Regions from separate parts of the Zea mays genome. Here region 1 is linked to region 2. A link is a contact called in public Hi-C data. All regions are on one chromosome and are shown on one strand. Each heading gives the region's core, a stretch centred on a gene start, on an enhancer-like site or on the middle of the called end of the contact. The rest is flanking DNA. Distances are from core to core; before and after follow the strand shown.

Region 1 (4,216 bases), core at 892-3,391, 300 kb before region 2:
CATAATTAATCACTCCTTGGTATGCTAAATCATGTCCTAAACGTCAATTAAAATGAAACCGGAGGGAGTATACCATCTTTCTCTATAATGTCTAATAAAAGGGTCATCATTTACTTGAGAAATGCCACAGAATGATAGAACAAATAAGCATTGGTAATGGTAACATTAAAAAAGTGTACATCTCCGTAAACAATCAGAGCCAACTTCACACTTACTAGGTGAATATACACTTATGTTCATGCAAGACCCCCAAAAAGCAATAATGTTGCTTGGAACACTAAAGGATATGTTGTACATATCAGGTGTGTAATTTGGGTGAGATAACAGGAAATACCTTTTCTTAACGATGCTTTGCTGTCTAATTGGTTTACCACAGCAAGGCTGAATTGTGCATTCCTACTCCAACCGGGAGGCATCAAGTTCGAATCAGCAACATCCAGGTACATTGAAAGGTAGTCCACGTTATTTCCTCTGGGGAAGACGAGCACTCGCCTGCAAGGAGGCAACAAAAAACACTGAACCAAGCTCTATAAAAATCATACACAATTAGAAGCAATAAGCATATGTCTTTACTTACCATTTGTACCCCCCAACAGTAAAATCGTCAGAGTAGTGCTTTCTAACATTTCGTTTGGAGAAATTTTCAATATACCATGTAAATCTAGATGTGGAGGTATCTGGTATAATTTGGTTCTCAACAGCAGATGCAAATTCTGCAATACAACCAAAGAAGTAAGTAATAATCATTGCAGTAAAGAGAAAACAAGTATCCTTTGGGATTTCCATTGTACTTCATCCACGGTATCAATTACGTAGGTAAAAGTAAAATGCTTACTACCATGGGTAGCATAATGAACAAAATGCATAATACAAGGCAGCATAGAATGTCTGGCCTCCAGAAAAACGCTCCAGTTAAAGTTAAATAATCATATCAGTTGTAATTTGTAATTTCAGATGCGTGAGAATAATTGCAGGAGCCATGTATGCAGTTCCAACTTTTGTGCATATGTTGTTACAGTAATTCAATCACCTTTTTACAATAATAATAATCAGAAAAAAAGCTACAAATGAGCATAAATAGTTGACTTTGATAAAACAATAATGTTATCTTCCATGGTGCAACGGTTTCTGAGAGTATGAAAAAAAATATTCTTCCCTTGAAGATTCCGCGGCATAGCAGCAGTAACACACAACATATAGGTTATACACTATTATTGGAAGACATCATAAAAGATGATGAGAAAACATTGCAACGATGAATAACCATTTCTATCGATAGGGTACAAGGATGATTGACCAAACCAACCACATTACAAACTGTTCCAAAATCATGATTAAAGCAACATAAGTTAAAGGCACTATTTTTTTATAGTGGCAAAAACCAGGCATGGAAGTTATGTTTGCAAAAGAACCGCGCTATAGCCCTAGCCATATCGTATATCGCCGTGAAAAACAAAAATGAAATGGATGCCCTTCAAAGATAATGTGTTAGCAAAGAAAAAACCCAATAGATGTAAGGCGAGATTAAACTACGCACGGGGTTTCTCAAATGACACCCAAAAAAACCTCACCTTCCATCGGCTGCGGACCCTCAAGAACATCCTTCTGCAGACCCTCAATGGCATCCTGATGCGGAACCAGCATCTCCTCATCCTGGTCCTGCTGTGTCTGCTGCAAACACCAAGAACCATGAAAACAGGTCTAAAAATCACCCGCGCAAGCCCATCCGAATCTAATATAACCACGGCCACCAGCACCGGATCGCAAATCCCTTCCTACCAAAGGTAACGAACCATCTGGTCTGTTACAGTGAAACGAGCGCAGATTGGACAGAAATTTTACCTCGGGAGCGCGCGGGACAACCATGAGTATAGAGCGCGGAGCCTCCGGCGCCGGTGACTGGCGAAAGATCAGATCGCTGTAGCGACCCCACCGGGGGAGAGCGTATTTAGGACACTGCCTAGGGTTTAGGGAAGATGAAGGCGAAAGGGAGGAGGGGCCAAGACGATGAAAAAAGAAAGAAAGATTTGGCTATATAAAAGCTGCGCTGCGCGACTGCCAATTTCGCAAACGGGCCAGTTTCACATTTTGGGCGCGTAAGCCCGTTCACCGTGCAGTCTCTTCTTTCTCCTTCGAACGTCTACACTCTCACTAGTTTGGGAACTATATTTTTTCGAGGATTCCTATTTTTTAAAGGGAAAATAAACTAATTTCTTTTGGAAAAATAAAAATCTCGTGAAAAATTGAAGTTTCCAAACTAGTGCTTAAAGAAACATTTACAATTATTTTTTATAATCAATCCTTAGAGGGTGTTTGAATACACTAAAACTAATAGTTAGTGGCTAAAATTAGTTAAGACATCCAAATACTCTATCTAATAGTTAGCTATTAGTTATTTTTGGTAAATTAGTTAATAGTTAGCTAGCTAATTCCACTAACGATTTTTAGTCAACTAACTATTATTTTAGTGCATTCAAACACCTCTTTAGTCCAAACCTCTCCACCCCCATTTCACCGGTTATATTCTATTATATACTCCTATTAAGAGGGTGTTTGAATGCACTATAACTAATAGTTAGTTAGCTAAAAATTGTTAGTAGAATTAGCTAGCTAACAAATAACTAACTAACTATTAACTAATTTACAAAAATAGTTAATAGCTGAACTATTAGCTAGGGTGTTTAGATGTCTCAACTAATTTTAGTTACTAACTATTAACTCTAGTGCATTCAAACATCCCTTAAGCATGGACGTGGTACCTACAGAGAACGAGAGTAATGCCCTCGCCCTGGTGCCCCCGTATCTGAGCCCCGAGCGTCAAAAGCCCCAGAGACAGCTCTCGCTTGCCGCCCTCCCCCCCCCTCATGTTGCCCCCTCGAGTTGTGTGATACCCACCGTGACTCCCACCACGCGATGCCCGCATCCAACCCCCGCCCTAGTCTACAAACTTGCTTCGCAGATGCCGCGACCGTCCCTCTCGCATGTCGTCATGCATCCGTGCCTTCCCTGTCGTCATCCAACCCCCGCCCTCGCCACGAACGGCCGTCCTCGACCACCACACCAATGTCATCCTTGTCCTTGAGCCCGTTGTCACCATCATCACATCACCAAAGATGCCTCCCCCTGCTGCTGAGGCCGAGACCGACGACCAGCAGCGGCAAGCTACCGAGCCCGACAACAAGAGGGGCGAGGAGCGGCCCCTCGTCGCCTTCTCCAGATGGATGCAGCTCGGTGACACGCACGCCATGCTCGGTCGCATGGATGGCTCCATCGCCTGCTACCTTACATAGAAAAAGAAAAAAAAACATCTATGTGCTCGTTCATCCCGTGCCTCTAGCGTCCGTCCGACATGAGCAATCCGGTGGCACTGGGCGCGGTCACTGAGTCGGCCTGCCGCGCCCTCCGCGCGACTGTGACTATTGTCACCGCGTGTTGGGTCGGCGACCCGCACGTGGCCTAGAGTCGTTCCCCATCCCGTTCTGCAACTACGTCGATTTTAAGCCCTATGCCTACTTCTCATTCCTGTATACCCCTTCTCTATCATATACATATACAGGAGGAGCGGAAGATGTGTGTGTGGACCATATGTTGGCCCAGCGTATGGATATGTGTGGGACGTATGTGGGCAGCATGTTATCCATAGTATTTGAGGGTGTCGCCTGGGACAGAAGAGGGGAACAGAACAGAAAAATGAAATACAAAGCAACCTCTGGTTGTTCCTGTACCGACGATCATCGAAGATTGTTCACCTCCTCACATCGGCGACGTCGCGCCGACCAAGGGTCGTGACAAGTGGTATTAAAGCCTCCGATCTTCGATGGTGATGCGGTGCTACTCCGGAAACGAGGTGGGGCGTGGACGGCGGTGTAGGGTCGAGATGGCGGACTAGAGGGGGGTGAATAGTCCTTTCTAAAACTAATTATGTTGGCTAACAAAAATAAATGAGAGAATTAATACTATGTTGGTCTAGCAAAGACTACACATATCTAACTATAACAAATACCTGATAAAAATCCTAATTGAAGCAACTAAGGTGCCAAGATAGTGAAAGAGCTCTCCCACACAAATCTAGTTAGCAAGGTCATACAAACTTATGCAACTATAATTCTAAGCACACCGAGAGCTCCTAAACATACTAGTAAGCAAGTCGCACAAGCACTACTAGCAAAATTCACTAGTTGCACTACACAAGCACAACGAGAGAGAAACAACTACT
Region 2 (3,901 bases), core at 1,108-3,607:
AGCTAATCCCGCGAATTTCATTAACAAACACGGCAAGAAACTCGGAACCCTAATCTGTTCTGCGCGCGCGGACCGTCCGGCCCCAGGGCGGACCGTCCGCTGGCTCTTTTTGGTGCCCAACACTTTGCAAACAGTAGAGATTGATGAAGAACATTGATATCGTTAAGAGATCCTAGTAACCCAAAAAATGCATACCAAATCCATAAGTCCTGCAAAGCAACTGCTTCTAATATTATTGTAGGCGTGTGATGATGACGATGACCAGAAAACTGGCCTTGAAAAGCTGACGGACAATTCTTCCACCTCCAATGCATACAATCAAGCGAACCCAGCATACCAGAAAAACCTCTATCCTCACCAAGTGCAAGTAATCAATCTATATCTTTTTCATTGGGCGACCTCAAGTACTCGTCTCCAAAAACTTCTATTACAGCTTTCACAAATCTTCTCAGACTTTGCAGCGTAGTGCTTTCTCCAATATGTACGTACTTATTTGTAGCATATGCTGCCACTCCATAAGTTAGCACACAAAATAACGCAGTGATCTTCTGGAAGCAACTTAGACCTTGTTGATGAGTTGTGTTTCTCTTCTGCTCGAAGTAATCATTATGTTGTTCCACAGTATTCATTATGCGAATAAATAGTGGTCGATTCATCCTAAACATGTGGAAACGGAATAATTAAACATCTATATCATCAATAAGGCACCTATTAACAATACAAATTAAATAAAATGGTGTCTCCGTCTAAACAAGGTTGGGCCATAAGTGGAAGTATCAGCCAATTAATCTTGATACATTCTCGCATATGCAGCTTCTCTATCTCGATATATATGTATATATATGCACGTTCTGGAACAGAGCCACATGGATTTCTAAGGACATGTGGATAATTTTGTACAATTTGTGCAGCAAAATCATCCGATGATGAATCATCCACAAATCTTGACAAACACCTTCTATTGCGACTCATTAACTGTCTTTGAAAAGAATTGTATGATGAATATACTTGTACCTAAAACAAAATCAGTAGAGAACCATTACCGTATCAGATATCAATCTGCTGTTCAGCGGCAGAGAGCAACATCAAGCGGCAGATAGCAACGTCAAGAGCAAGCGGCGGTGTCTGTTGAGTGGCGGCTTTTGATAGGCACGGAGCAACGTCAAGTGGTGTCGGCGGCAGCTGTTGAGCGACTGTCTAGCGGCGGCAGCGACTTTTTGGAACAGAAGAACGACAACGTTTTGGAAGAGGAGCAACGTAAGAGACAGTTGTGTTACATGGAATCCAAATGGCCCACCAATTTGATTTCAAACAGATTAACTCCCTAAATAATAACAACTGTTACCCACAATTTTTGAACGCCCAATAGCTGTTTACAAACTTGCTAAATACAATTTTAAGGAGATCTGTTTTTATTTTATTATATTGGCATCTAGTGAATGGCCATTTTTGCCCTTGGATCAAATCGCAGGCTAGAGATGTCAATGGAGAATTCCCCACCAGGTTATAGCATCCCAAACCCATCCCCATCATGTTTGATCCATCCTCATACCCATACCCATACCTATCATGGGTGCAAAACTCATCTCATACCCATCCTCATTCGGGTTTCGGGTCCCCAATGGGCCCCCATTCCCAATTGAGGGATAACTAGTTACTAACATCTAGCATAAATTATACAGATTTCATATATCACCACATCGGCAAGCACTCATCCATGAACCATGATCCATTCATCCATCCATCAGAAAAGAAATCAGTACTTCGAGACCAATATAAGAAATGGTGAAATGGAGTCTGCTCACCTTCCTTGGTCACATCCGAGTTTGTTGGCGCCTGAGAATCCATGGTCGTCATTGTCGTTCTCAGCTCCTAGCAGTCGACAGTGCTCCTCGTCACTGGTGAAGTCGCCAATGTGCAGTGCAAGGGCAGCTGTCTAGGCATGCGGCGGCAGGCCGGCTCGGCAGGACATAGTGTATGGCTTGTTATTTTAGGATTTTATTTTTTGCTAGTCTGCTAGTTGCCTTGCCGTGTTGCCTTGTTGGGCTAGGACCTGGGGTCTAGTGTGCTGTCGTGCTGGGCTTGGTGGCCGACTCGACCTCAACTCATTCATACAAACAGGACATATGTACACGTATGAAATACCCATGGGTAATCGGGTTCGGATTATTGCTTCCCAAACCCATACCCATTTACCCAATGGGTGGAGATTTTGACCTATATCCATACCCATGCGACAATTTTTGTCCCATATCCATACCCTAATAGGGGAATTCCTCATGAGTTAGCGGGTATCGGGTCCCGTTGACACCTCTATCGCAGGCAATGAAACGTTTCACGTGAGACCTGGCCACCTGGGCGTATTCCTCTCTCTTTCCTCAACCTCATCCGAGTGGCTCTCCGTGTGCTGTGGCGGCGGCGGCGCCCGGCTCTGCTCGGACGGACTCCACCGAAGGCTCGGCTCCCCTCGGACTCCACCTGCGACGGCCGGCCCTCTGCCTGCACCGACGGTGCCCGGCTCCCTCGGCATCCACCAGCGGTGCCCGACTCCAAGGTATACAGCCGCAGCGCCCTGTGTCGAGATCTCCCTTGTACCCCCCCTTCCCTCTAGCGTTTTCCTGATTTGAGTGACAAGATTCTAAGAAGCTGTTGTTTTATGTGTTACCCAATATTCTAACCTCTCGCAGAAATGTACAAGTCACGGCTGCAGGAGCTGTGCCAGAAGCGGCGATGGGCGCCGCCGTTGTACGAGCCTACCCGAGAGGGTCCTGCCCACGCGCCCCTCTTCCGCGCCACTGTCGTCGTGAATGGCGAGAGGTTCAGTTCCCGGGATGAAGGGGAGAAGTCACTCAAGGAGGCGTACAACCTCGCGGCGATGGCCGCCTTCGACAACCTCATCGCGCTCCCGGCCGCGGCCCTTGCCCCTGCCCCGGCTGCTCCAGCGCCGCCCTCATCCGGTGAGCTGCCAGCTTGTCCCCTGGGACCAAATATGCACTGTTAGATCATGAACCTCCGTGGGAAAAAACAAAAAAAATTATCTTATTTTTCTTTCGAAAAACACCATGTTTTCATAAAAAAACAATTGAAAATAGTTTCTTTCCCTGGATGATGGTGTGCTAGCATTGGATTTTCGCACCCTTGTCGTTCTGAGTTCCTTACCAGTTACATTTAATTATTTGGAGGTGGCGTGGGTGCTTGTATGGTATGGGTAGGAATCACTCCAAGGTTTAAGCATCTGCCTACCTTTTGAAATTAATCTTACCAGATGAACTGAAGAAGAGTTGAACTTATTAGCAATCCAAGTATTTACAGGTGAATTTTACTAACATTATTCTTGGAACAGTGGAATTGACCCCTATATTTATAATAAATTAATAATACTAGTTCAAAGTTAGATTCATAGGAAGCATTCATGCAGGTAGATAGGCTCACCAGCACACTTTACTCTTTGATTTTGTATTGATTGCACTTGATTTCGCACCCTTATTATCGATTTGAGTTCCGTATGAGTTACATTTAGTTGTTTCGAGGTGGTGCGGGTGCTTGAATCAGTAGGAACCCTCCAAGGTGTAAGCATCTCCTTATCTTTTGAAATTAATCTTACCAGTTGAACTGAAGAAGACTTGAACTTATTAGCAATCCAAGTATTTACAGGTGAATGTTACTAGCATTATTGTTCCAATAGAGGAAAATGACCCCTCTTTTTGTAATGCTACTAGTGCAATGGTAGTATTGCTAGGAAGCATTCATGTAAGTAGGTAGGTAGGTTAAGGGCCTGTTTGGAACCACCAAATTTTTAAGAAACTGGTTTATGGAAATTGAGGTGGTTCCAAACATACCAGTTTATGCCTCAGTTTATAGAAATTGGATTCACAGTTTCTTAAAAACCAAGAAGCTAGTC

What was found. A called contact is a pair of places that touch in the nucleus more often than the background predicts.
Region 1: a contact with region 2 is called in a Hi-C map of leaf, with 4 times the contacts expected there. The contact joins the promoter of LOC103651156 here to the promoter of LOC100383324 in region 2. A contact is called at or near these places in 5 of 25 Hi-C or Micro-C datasets (ear, leaf and tassel) and 1 of 3 datasets of contacts at active chromatin or transcription factors (seedling).

Annotation. Positions count from the first base shown.
Region 1 is chr3:198,170,725-198,174,940 of Zm-B73-REFERENCE-NAM-5.0, reverse strand. LOC103651156 (ubiquitin carboxyl-terminal hydrolase 13) reads right to left here and starts at 2,141. Exons shown (of 33, transcript XM_020550461.2): 1 at 1,843-2,141; 2 at 1,572-1,671; 3 at 578-713; 4 at 335-492. The coding sequence starts at 1,866.
Region 2 is chr3:197,875,093-197,878,993 of Zm-B73-REFERENCE-NAM-5.0, reverse strand. It overlaps LOC100383324, which reads left to right and starts at 2,357. Exons shown (of 5, transcript NM_001175982.2): 1 at 2,357-2,554; 2 at 2,688-2,957. The coding sequence starts at 2,690.